Linked DNA regions of Mus musculus: region 1 is linked to region 2. The links are chromatin contacts, called in public HiChIP or PLAC-seq maps. All regions are on one chromosome and are shown on one strand. Each heading gives the region's core, a stretch centred on a gene start, on an enhancer-like site or on the middle of the called end of the contact. The rest is flanking DNA. Distances are from core to core; before and after follow the strand shown.

The links. HiChIP or PLAC-seq counts read pairs in DNA pulled down with a chosen protein or histone mark.
Region 1: a FOXA1 HiChIP or PLAC-seq map of pancreatic cancer cells shows a contact between it and region 2. The contact joins the promoter of Eif4a3 here to the promoter of Cbx8 in region 2. A contact is called at or near these places in 5 of 39 promoter capture datasets (the 3T3-L1 cell line, the C10 cell line, hippocampal neurons and 1 more), 2 of 484 Hi-C or Micro-C datasets (cortical neurons and embryonic stem cells), 13 of 115 datasets of contacts at active chromatin or transcription factors (effector CD8 T cells, embryonic forebrain, embryonic hindbrain and 8 more) and 2 of 9 other capture datasets (liver and pancreatic islet).

The regions. Positions count from the first base shown.
Region 1 is chr11:119,296,407-119,301,377 of GRCm38.p6, forward strand. Eif4a3 (eukaryotic translation initiation factor 4A3) reads right to left here and starts at 3,637. Exons shown (of 12, transcript NM_138669.1): 1 at 3,422-3,637; 2 at 1,399-1,471. The coding sequence starts at 3,590.
Region 2 is chr11:119,039,312-119,044,447 of GRCm38.p6, forward strand. It overlaps Cbx8 (chromobox 8), which reads right to left and starts at 1,602. Exons shown (of 5, transcript NM_013926.1): 1 at 1,471-1,602; 2 at 1,037-1,080; 3 at 783-848; 4 at 621-687; 5 at 1-208. The coding sequence starts at 1,539.

The DNA of each region.
Region 1 (4,971 bases), core at 2,387-4,886, 260 kb after region 2:
CATCTCCTCACTGGCTTAGGGAAGAGCTGATCTTTTAGCTGGACAGAAAAGAACCCAGTCAGGGGTTCCCAGAGACCAGAGGGAAGGGAGGGAGGGGAGGCGGGAGGGATGAACCGAGAGGACTATAAATAAGGAGAAGGTGTAGAGAAACCATGTGAAGAAACCATGAGGAGAGACATGGACCAAATCGAGCCAAGGCAAAACCAAGTGTCGAGTAACAGGACATTTGTCTGGGTGTCAGCAGCCTAGCCAGGTGAGTACATCTCAGGACCTGCCCCGCTTAGGCTTGCAGCTTGTTAATAAAAACACCAGGTATCTGTGTCTTCATTAAGAGCTAAGATGGGCTAGCCCAGGCTTAGCAACACCAGAAGTTATCTGAGAATAGGGGCACAGGCACTCTCCCAGGCATTACTCTTACCTAAACACCTTAGCTGCAAAGATGTGAGGCCAAAGTACAAAGTCACATTTTTATTTTTAATTTTTATTTTTACTTATGCATCTGTGTGACTGAACACCACTTGTGAGACTGCTTTCAAAGCCCGAAAAAACTGGACCCCCGAGGCTGCGGTTATAGGCACTGTGAGTCACTAAGACACAGTGTGTGTGGGTACTAAGAACTGAACCTGGGAACAGAGCGAGCGATCTTCACAGCCCCCACAGACACAAACTGCTAAAGGCAGAATAAATGGGATGTGCAACATCAACAACAACTCCCAGAGGAGGCAGAAGGGGCCGCTCCCTTTAATACACTGGCTCCTACAAGTCTAAGTATGACTTAAAAGGATAACTGGTTGTTTAAAATTTTGGAGTACAGTTCAGTAGTAGAGAAGGCCCTGGGCTCAGTACTTAGCATGCACCTTTAATCCAGGTAGCAGCCAGAATTCTGAGTTGGAGGCCAGCCTGGTCTACAGAGTGACAGCCAGGGTTACAGAGAAACCCTGTCTCAAAGGAAAAGAAAAGAAAGCTAATGAAAAAGTATCTTGGGCTGGTGAGATGGCTCAGCAGTTAAGAGCACTGACTGCTGCTCCGGAGATCTTGAGTTCAAATCCCAGCAACCACATGGTGGCTCACAACCATCCATAATGAGATCTGACGCCCTCTTCTGGTGTGTCTGAAGACAGAGACAGTGTACTTGGAGATAATAATAAATATTTTTTTTTAAAAAAGGAAAAGTATCTTATACGAATTCATAAATCTACACTTAGGACTTAGGATATACATCAGTAGAGAGTACTTGCGCAGTGTGTAGTGACCTTGATATGACCCAGAACACCAGCAACGCCCCCAAACACACAAGCAAAACAAACTGGCATAAACAAACAAACAAACAAATAAGCAGGCTCAGCTTCCCACAGCTCTCCCCATGGACCCAACTCCCTCTCAGCACCCATAACTTACTGTGCAATGACATCTCTCCCTTTAATTATCTGCTTGATAGCACGCTGCTGAATCGCTGAAGGTTTTTCAAAACCTAGAAATACAAAGAGGAAGAAACTTAAGTCCCAGGACTGTGACTGCATGAACTACCCAGGGGACACACACTGCTTCTTACGCCAACCCTAGGCAACCCAGGCAGGACCAAGCACATCTTTACAGCCCAGCCTACGAGATTACCTGTGAAGTCTACTACACCAACACTTGGAAAGTAGAGGCAGGAACACCAGGAGTTCAAGGCCAGCCTAAGCCACATGAAACCTCCTCTACAAGCAAAACCACAAACCCGGAAGCACTGCAGTTGCCCCTTCCTGCCAGCAAGCACTCGAACTTGTGTTGCTCGAGGCTCCAGAGTACTGAGCCTGCACAGGGGTGAGGTGAGATGCCCCGTGCTTGCCTGCAGGCAGCCCCATCCTAGGTACCTACCACCCCACCTGCTGGGCATTACCACCAGCAATGAGAACAGAATGAAGACTACACAAGGCTGTGCACCCTGTTAGTCCCAGCAGAGAGGCTGAGCAGGCGGATCTCTATGAATTCAAGGCCAGCTGGTCTACAGAGTGTTCCAGGACAGACAAGACTATGTAGAGACCTGTCTCAAAACAAACAACAACAAAAACACAAGTACTTTCCAAATAAGCAGACATAATTTATACAGAAAAGATGTTGTTGGTTTGCTTTGGTGTGTGTGGGGGTGGTGGGGGGGTGGTGAGGGGTTGTTCAAGATAGGGTTTCTCTAAGTAACAGAGCCCTGGCTATCTTGAACTCACTTTGTAGACTGACCTCTGTCTCCCAAGTGCTGGGATTAAAGCTGTGAGACTGGCTTGTTGTAGTTTATTTTTACACTCTTTTAAGATGTAGCTAGTGACACTTGCCAGCTCAACACAGGACTTGTAATGCTATTCTTGGCTGCCAACTTGCCTACATCTGGGATTACCGAAAACCCAAGCTGGGTATCATTAAAAATGGGAGGGACCAATCTTCCTGGTCTAGTGAGTTCCAGGGCAGCTAGGGCTAGGTAGAGACCCTACCTCAAAACAACAACAACAACAACAATCCTGGCTTGGTGTGGCACACCTTTAACCCCACCATCTGGGAGGCAGAGGCAGGGAATCTCTGAGTTTGAGGCCAGCCTGGTCTACAAAGAATTCCAGGACGGCCAGGGCTCCAAAGAGAAAGTCTCAAAAAAAAAAAGGAAAAAAGAAAAGGACAGAAACAAAAAGACAAAGCTCATTTGGCCTCCCTTAAATGCTCCTAAACACACACCAGCAGCATGACCGACCATTCACTCAAAAAAAAAAAAAAAAAAAAAAAATCCAGCTCCAACTCAACGACAACATCAGCATCTCTCTTCTACAGTCCGGCCATCACCCCCGCCTCCTCTTCTAACTCCAAATCCAGACACCAAGATAAACTTTCAAACTGTAAGCCCGATCCTGTCAATTTTGCTTAGAGCCCTGCAGTGGCTTCCAGCGGTATTTAGGAATGAATCTCAAAATCTTTACCCAGGCGTTTAAAACATGACAGGGGGTTCTTTTTCTGTTCCTGGCACAGGTCTGGCCATGGCTTCGAGAAGCCAGGGTCACCCTGGTGATTATGAACGCCTCTGGGAGCTCTCTCTCGGCTCTTTTAACTGTCCCCTACCAATCTACCTACTCTACCCAGCTGCTCATTCTCTTGTTTTCCCAATTCCCACCGCCTGAAGCACTTTGGCTTCGTGTTTTTCGCCTCCCTAGAAAGCTTTAAACTCCCTAAGGCGAGAACCCACCAGACTTAGAGCCGCGACTTCCCCATCAAAGCTCGGGGCACCTCGGGGGACACACATGGCGATCCGCTCGCTACACGAGCCACTGAAGAGCCTGGCTGACTGCAGCCCCGGGGGAGCAGGCCGGAGCTCTGGGGCGGAGCCGCTCGTCGCCGCCGGGCCTAACCCCGTCCTACCGGGGCCCGGCCCCCAACCTCCCCCGCCTCGAGGCCCGCGCCCCACCGTAGGCGTAGATGCCGCGCAGCAGGTCCTCTCGCAGGCCCATGGTGTCGAACGTGGGGGTCACGTCCACCTCCTCGCTCGTCTCGAACTCCACTTTGGTCATGTCCTCCTCTTTGAGCAGCCGCTTCCGCGCCGAGCCAGACGTCGCCATCGTGGCGTTAGCCGCCATGATCCGGATTCCGCAGAAAGACAACTGCAAGCCGCGGCGGGAACCGGATGTAAGGCGCGCGCCGCCGGCCCGGTCGGGAGGAAGTGACGCGCCGCAGCGCCGCGGAAGAGCGTCAAGAGGGGCGGAAGGCACGGCGCTCCAGGTCTCGCGATATTCCGCGCTCCGCGGGATTCGGCGAGAGGCTGGGCTTGCCGTCGCTAAGCGCCTGCGGCTCTCCGTACTCTCGGCTCCTTGGATGTCCGCAGCCGGCTCGGGATAGGGATGTGGGTCTCTGGGAGGAGCAAGACGGACGCCAGGGTGTCCCCGAGGGTACGGGGCAAGGGAAGATGGCACCGCCCGATGGGCTCCGCGCTCCTTCGCAGCTGACTGCGTTGCCATGGCAACCGCAGCGCTAAGCGGCGGGAGAATCAAGCTGCTCGCCCGGGGTGGCTGGGGAAATCAGTGGGGACCGAGGGGAGAGCAGGGGCCGCCTAAGCTGCCATCACATCTGAGAATCCTTCAGAGCCGCTGACCCCAGTCACTCTGAAGAATCCTGATTTTCAACGTAGGCTCCACAAGGGCTTTGCTCCTTACTGGGGCACGTCTGTCTGTCTGTTTTGTTTGTTTCTGAGGGTGGATCGAGCCGTACCCCGAGTTCTAGCAAACATTCATTTGCACTTGGCCTCTTTCCTTTTTTCTGCTTTTGAGGAAAGATGACTAAATCGTTAAGAGCCGTTACTCCTCTTCCAGGGAACCTTGTTATGCTCCAGCGCTTAGACCGTGTGACTCACAACAGCCTGTCTTCCCCAGCTCCAAGCGATCCAGTACTTCTGGCCTCTGTGGGGGCCACACTCACACAAACACACACTAACACAAATCTTTTAAAGCTACTATAAGAAACCTCATTTTGTGTAGATATGTTTCGTTATAACCAGATTATCTTTTCATGGAGAAGTTGTGGGTTGCAGTATGTCCGCCCAAAAATAAATAAATAAATAAATAAATAAATAAAACAAGTTATCACCTCCTTCCCTAGAGAGCTCTGCTCTTGCTCTGGTATCAGGATTTGTCCAGACCAGGTAAACGATTGAAGACACAGAGCTGGCCACCCTTCTGGGACTAAACAACTGAGTTCCAAGTTCTCTTGCCTTCTCACTCCACAAGGATTTATTCCTGGTGCTCATGCAGTTTGGCAAGCCTGACTTTAAGGGTGGTTTTGCAATCTCTGCTGTAAAGTACACGTGGATTTTAATGACCTCCTAAGAAAAGAATGGAAAGTCTCCATTTCATACTGCCTGTTGAAATGAGTCTAATTATAGTTTGGGGATACTGTTTAAAATGCAGCTTAATTGCACTGTTTGTTACTTCATCAGATGTAACAACTAAAAAGGGCTTTATTGTG
Region 2 (5,136 bases), core at 352-2,851:
CCCTCTCTCGGTCCCGGTCCCGAGGTGGGTCTGCCCTGCAGGTACTGGTGCTGCTCCCTGGTGGGGGTAGCCCCGTGTTCCGCAGGCCCTCTCGGGCCCTGGAAGTAGACGCCAAATCCTGGGGTGAGCGGCCTGGGTAAGGGATCCGGATGCCTCTGGTAGAGTCACTTCTGAATTCATAGGTTTTGGCCTTTGCCTTGGCCTGGGCCTGCAGAAGGAAGTTGTTGTGAGGAGAAAAAAGCCCCGCCCCCGCCCACCCCACCCCCCCACGACCTCTAGCCTTGACTGCCCAACTTTCCCTGGATGCCTGGGAAATTCTAATTGAGTGGGGAGGTGGGCTCTTAGTAATAGTCTGGGGGAGGGGAATGAGGGTTTGTCTGGAAGAAGCCATTTGCAACCAACAGACTCCTTGTGTAACAGAGGTCTACTTGGGATGGCTGGAGGGGGGGTGGGAATGAAGGCCTTCTGGTGCAGCTAAGTCCTGCCTCTAGAACTCCGTGATGGGGCCTCTGACAGAAGTCCAGATTACAAATACACACAAGGCAAGGGCACCCATTGATTTACAAGCCCTGCAGATCCTCCCTGAACGGCACACTCCACCTCTGGAGATCGCAACATACCTTGAGAAGGAAGGTTTTAGGCTTGGGTCCTCGCTTTTTGGGGCCATAGAGCTCCATCTCCCGTTCCCTAAAGAAAGAAAAGAGAGAGAAGGGGGTGTGTCCTGGCTGCACCGAAGTCAGCGTGTATGGGTTCTAGTGAGTGGCTAGGCTAAGGGTCTGTACCTTTCCTCAAAGGCTGCAAGGAGGCGAGCATCCAGAATATTTTCTTCGGGCTCCCACGTGCTGTACCTAAAGGAAACCAGGAAGAATGGAGCATCAGTCCCTGGAGCAGGAGAGAGAGGACAGAGTGGAGGGCGTGTATGTGTGTGCAACTTTTCCGGCTGCCTTGTGTTGTATTTCAATGTGAAGGGGAAAAGAGGAAGAAAGAACCCTCCTCGATATCAGTGTGGGGTAGCGATTGCATATAACCTACTTACTTCTGCGACCAGCCCTTCCATTTCACGAGATATTCCATGCGTCCCTGCAGATGCAAAAGGGAAAATGCTTGTGTATGTGTGTGCGTGGGGAGAAATGCATGACGAGGACACAAGAAATACACACGAAAATGCATGCACCAAATGAATGCTCCAAACACTACCGCCAAAGGAACCAGTCCACTGCAGCACCCCTGCAGAAACGCTGCACAAAGTGCATGCACCGGCATTCATCCCCCACCCCACCCCCCATCCATGCAATCTGTGCAGGGCTGCAAGTCTAAGGAGAGCGCTGGGGCTGAGCCGCCGCCGCCGCCGCCACGGCCGCGGCCGCTGCTGGGACCTGGGGGAAGGGAGGCTGGGCTGCAGCAAGGGGAGGGAGCCTGGGCCCTGGTGAGGGAGAGTTCGCGTCGCCGCCCGCCTTCCCCTTCACCTACTTTGCGAATGCGCCGCTTCAGGAGGGCTTCGGCCGCGAACACCCGCTCCCCCACCGCCGAGAGCTCCATGTTGACTCGCCGCTTCCCCCCTCAGCCGCTTCCAGGAGCAGAAAAGCAGCAGCCAGCCCTCGACAGCCCATAATACTCTCCCGCTGACGTCAGTTCTCCTCCCTCCCCCGCGCACTCTCCCTCCCTCCACCCCCTCCCAGCGCTTCCTCCCGCCCCACGTGTTGCTAACGACGTTGCTAAAGCCAAGCGTCCTGGGCCCGTTCTGCGGGCGCTGATTGGACTAGCGCCCGGCCACGCCCCTCTCCCCGTCTCCCCTGCGTTGCTACGTGACCCGCGTTCCAATAGCCAGGAGGCGGGGTCTCTGTCCACTCCAGAGACCCAGAGGGAGGGGGAGCGAGCCGTCAGCGGAAGTGACGCCAAGCGGGGCGGGCCCGGCTGCTGTCAGTCTGCACGGCTGGACAGGGGGGCCGCTGCCCTAGGCTCCCGCCCCTGGCCCCCCTGCCTGATTGCCCAGCGTTTCCCCGGGTGCGTGGCTTGCCCCGCCGAGCTATTAGGGCTCCCTGCGTAGGTGCCAGCCAGGCGCTGCCCCTCTGCAGACCCAGGCCCTCCCCACCTGCCCATGCCCTAGCTGGCGCCATCCTGGTCGCCAGCCGCCGTTGATGCACAATGCACAGGTGCTGGGGCGCATCGAGCCGCGCCCGAACCCCCGGACCTACGTCGCTTGCGCCGAACCTACTAATTCCCTGACCCCTCCCTTGCGGCCGCGCACCCTGGGTCTCCATGGCAACGCCCCCTCCTCCCTTCTTCACCAGTCCCATCCAGCTAACAAATCAATGAGCCTGCTCTTGGTCTCCAGTCGCATAGCGCTGCCCGCGTCCACCCTCCGGGTCCTGCGAGCTGGCGTGGGCGCTTCTCCGGGCTCAGAAGCCCAAAGCAGACTGGCACAAGCCAGTGTTTACCGCCTGAATCCATCCTGAAGCGAGACCCTGCAGGAGGGGTCGCGAGCCTCCTCTTCCCACCCTCATTGTCCCCAAGTCTCAGCTGCCCTGCCCCAGCCTCTATTCCTGACCCAGCCTGCAGTTTCCGTCCAATCCACTCCTCAGTCCTGAGAGAAGTCAACCCTGACCACATCTGTCCCGGCCTGGGTGGGTTTAAGGAGCCTATGACCATCGAGGCAGAGCCTAGAGCCTGGCTAGCTCTGGAGGCGCCGCGGCTCTGCTCCAGACCTGGGTGCAGAGCTAGTGCACTTTCTGTCTCGGGCTCTTCTAGACGACGTAAGCGTAAGCGGGGGATTCCCGACAAACATCAGTATGGACTTTGAGGGGTGTGGCGGTATCTAGTGCGGCCTGGAAGAGACACCCCCACCCCCACCCCCGACGCGAAGATGGCAAGTCCCAGGTAGGGGACGAGGGTCGCGCAGAGATGCCTCAGTCCCTTTTACACACCTGAGTACACTCAATGACCTTTTGCTCCTAGGCTCTCTTTCCTCCCCTCGTGGTAACCCCTGTTGAGGCGCGGGGGGGGGGGGGGTTCAACAGCAGCTATCCCCACATTGCCCTTTTACTACCCAAGCTCCAGATCACAGAGCCCGACCTCGGAACACACAATTTATTTAAATCGCGATATCAACTTGGCTGAAAAAAGTTTCCCTTGGCCAAGAAGAGGCTGGGAAAAGGGGAGAGAGAAAAAGAAAAAACGACGAAGCCCGGAAAACAGCGAGCTAAGGAGTCTGTTTCGAAAGGCAGGAAGCCCAGAGCGCAAAGCTGGCCTCGGGTCCAAGGCGCTACACACTGCACGCGCCAGTGCTGGCCTTGGGGCTAGCTCCGAGTTGGGCCCGCTGCGCCGGTACTCCCCAGGCCTCCTCTTGCATCAACAGTCGCAGGTTCCAGTTTTTGGCTTCACTCCTAGACATAGTAAGGTGTGCTCCAGGTGAGGAGTCCTCTCGGTTCTCAACGAACAGCGGATCCAGGATGCCCACATCGCCCCGGCGACCTTCGCCCGCCGCCTTCAAGAGACCGCCGACGGCTGGGTCCTTAATCATAAAAAGTCATTCCTGGTAACAAATAGTTTCGTCGGCCGGTGCCAGCGATACAGCTGTTTCTGTTTAAGCTTAAATACTTTCCAACAGTTTGGGCAGTAAAAATAAAGTCGGTCTCAGCCGCCTATAAGTGTCTGGTTTCCCCGCCCAGAGAAAGCCCACCCTAGCCCTCCGCCCGGGTCGCTCTAGTTGCTCCGCCTGCCCGCGCTTGGAATCTGTTGCCCGCCGCGGGCGTTGGCTGTCGGGCCACCCGGAGCTTAGCGGGGGCCGCGGCTCTGCAAGCCGGCTTCAGGGCCACCTTGAAGCCAGTGGCAGGGAACTGCGTGGAGTGGCTGCTGGTGGTGGTGGTGGTGGGCATCAGCTCTTCCTCTCTTTCTTATCCCTGGGAAGTTTGCCGATCAAGTAAAAGATGGTGGTTTCCCTTCAGCTTGGGTTTTGAGGAGAACTCTGTCCCTAAGTTGTGTGTCTTCATGGACCAGGGGGTTTTGGACGAGGGTCATCAACTGCTGGTTTCAATTTCACCGAAAAAATCCAGCTCTCTTCCACTCCTGCCCCACCATCGTCCTTTCTTTCCTCCCTTCCTTCCTTCCTCCCTTCCTTCCTTCCTTCCTTCCTCCCTTCCTTCTTTCCTTCCTTCCTTTTCTCTTCTTCTGTTCAGTTCCTAAATTTTACTTCTTTGCCCAATTAACTGGAGAAGTTTTACGTAAAGAGAGGCAGTCCCCGCGCTTAGTACTTCTGAAGGAACCGTTAGTTAGTGGTAGTCTCTGCTTTCTAGCTGTATTTTCCTGCCTTTGTGCCTGATGGTAATTCTTCTCTAATAGCTAGCTCAAGACAAGATCAGTGCTTGGGGGCTCTCTGAGTTTCAAAGGCCGGGAGTTCCCGTGGAGCCCATTGCAAAGTTGAAGCTGGATTCAGGAGATTCAGAACGTTCAGAGGTCCAGAACTTGGTTCCTGTCTCAGAAGAGTTTAGTCCTTCAGTAGATCGGCTGGGAGGAGGTGGGATGTTACCTTTGCACATACCCAAAGTGCTACCAAGCTTACAGAAACTAGAACAGTGTTGCAGAGGTGTTAACTCAGACCTCCCAGTGGTCTCTCCCCTGGACAGGTTAGACACATTGAGAGGGGAGTGGACATCTGAGGAATGGGTTTGCAGTCCCACAGGCCCAGAGCTGGGGTCCGGTTAGGTCAGAATGGGAAGATGCCTGTGTGTTCCAGGAGGGGGCACTAGCAACTGCCCTCATTCCAACCAAGTCTGGAGCGGATTTGGGCTGTTCAGCTCTCAGTCCTTGAAACCAATGAAAGGAGGCTTGCCCACAGCCCACCTTTATTTTTGAAACCTCCCCTGCCCACCAGCTCAGTTCTCCACACCTCTTCCACACAAGACCTCCCCCACTTTGAAGTTATATAATCGGCTGTTCCCTTGTGCACCTCCCAAAACTAAACAAAACAAAAGTTTCCAAGAACAAGACCCCAGGCTGTTTGTTCATCCCACTTCTAGCAGCCACGCTGCCAGGTTTGCTTGCGCCGCCTCTGCAGTAAATAAGGTAACTGCTTCCTATTACTTTAGCCCATATGGCTGCAATTTGAGTGTCTTTGGAGACAGTGAGTGTGTAGGGGCG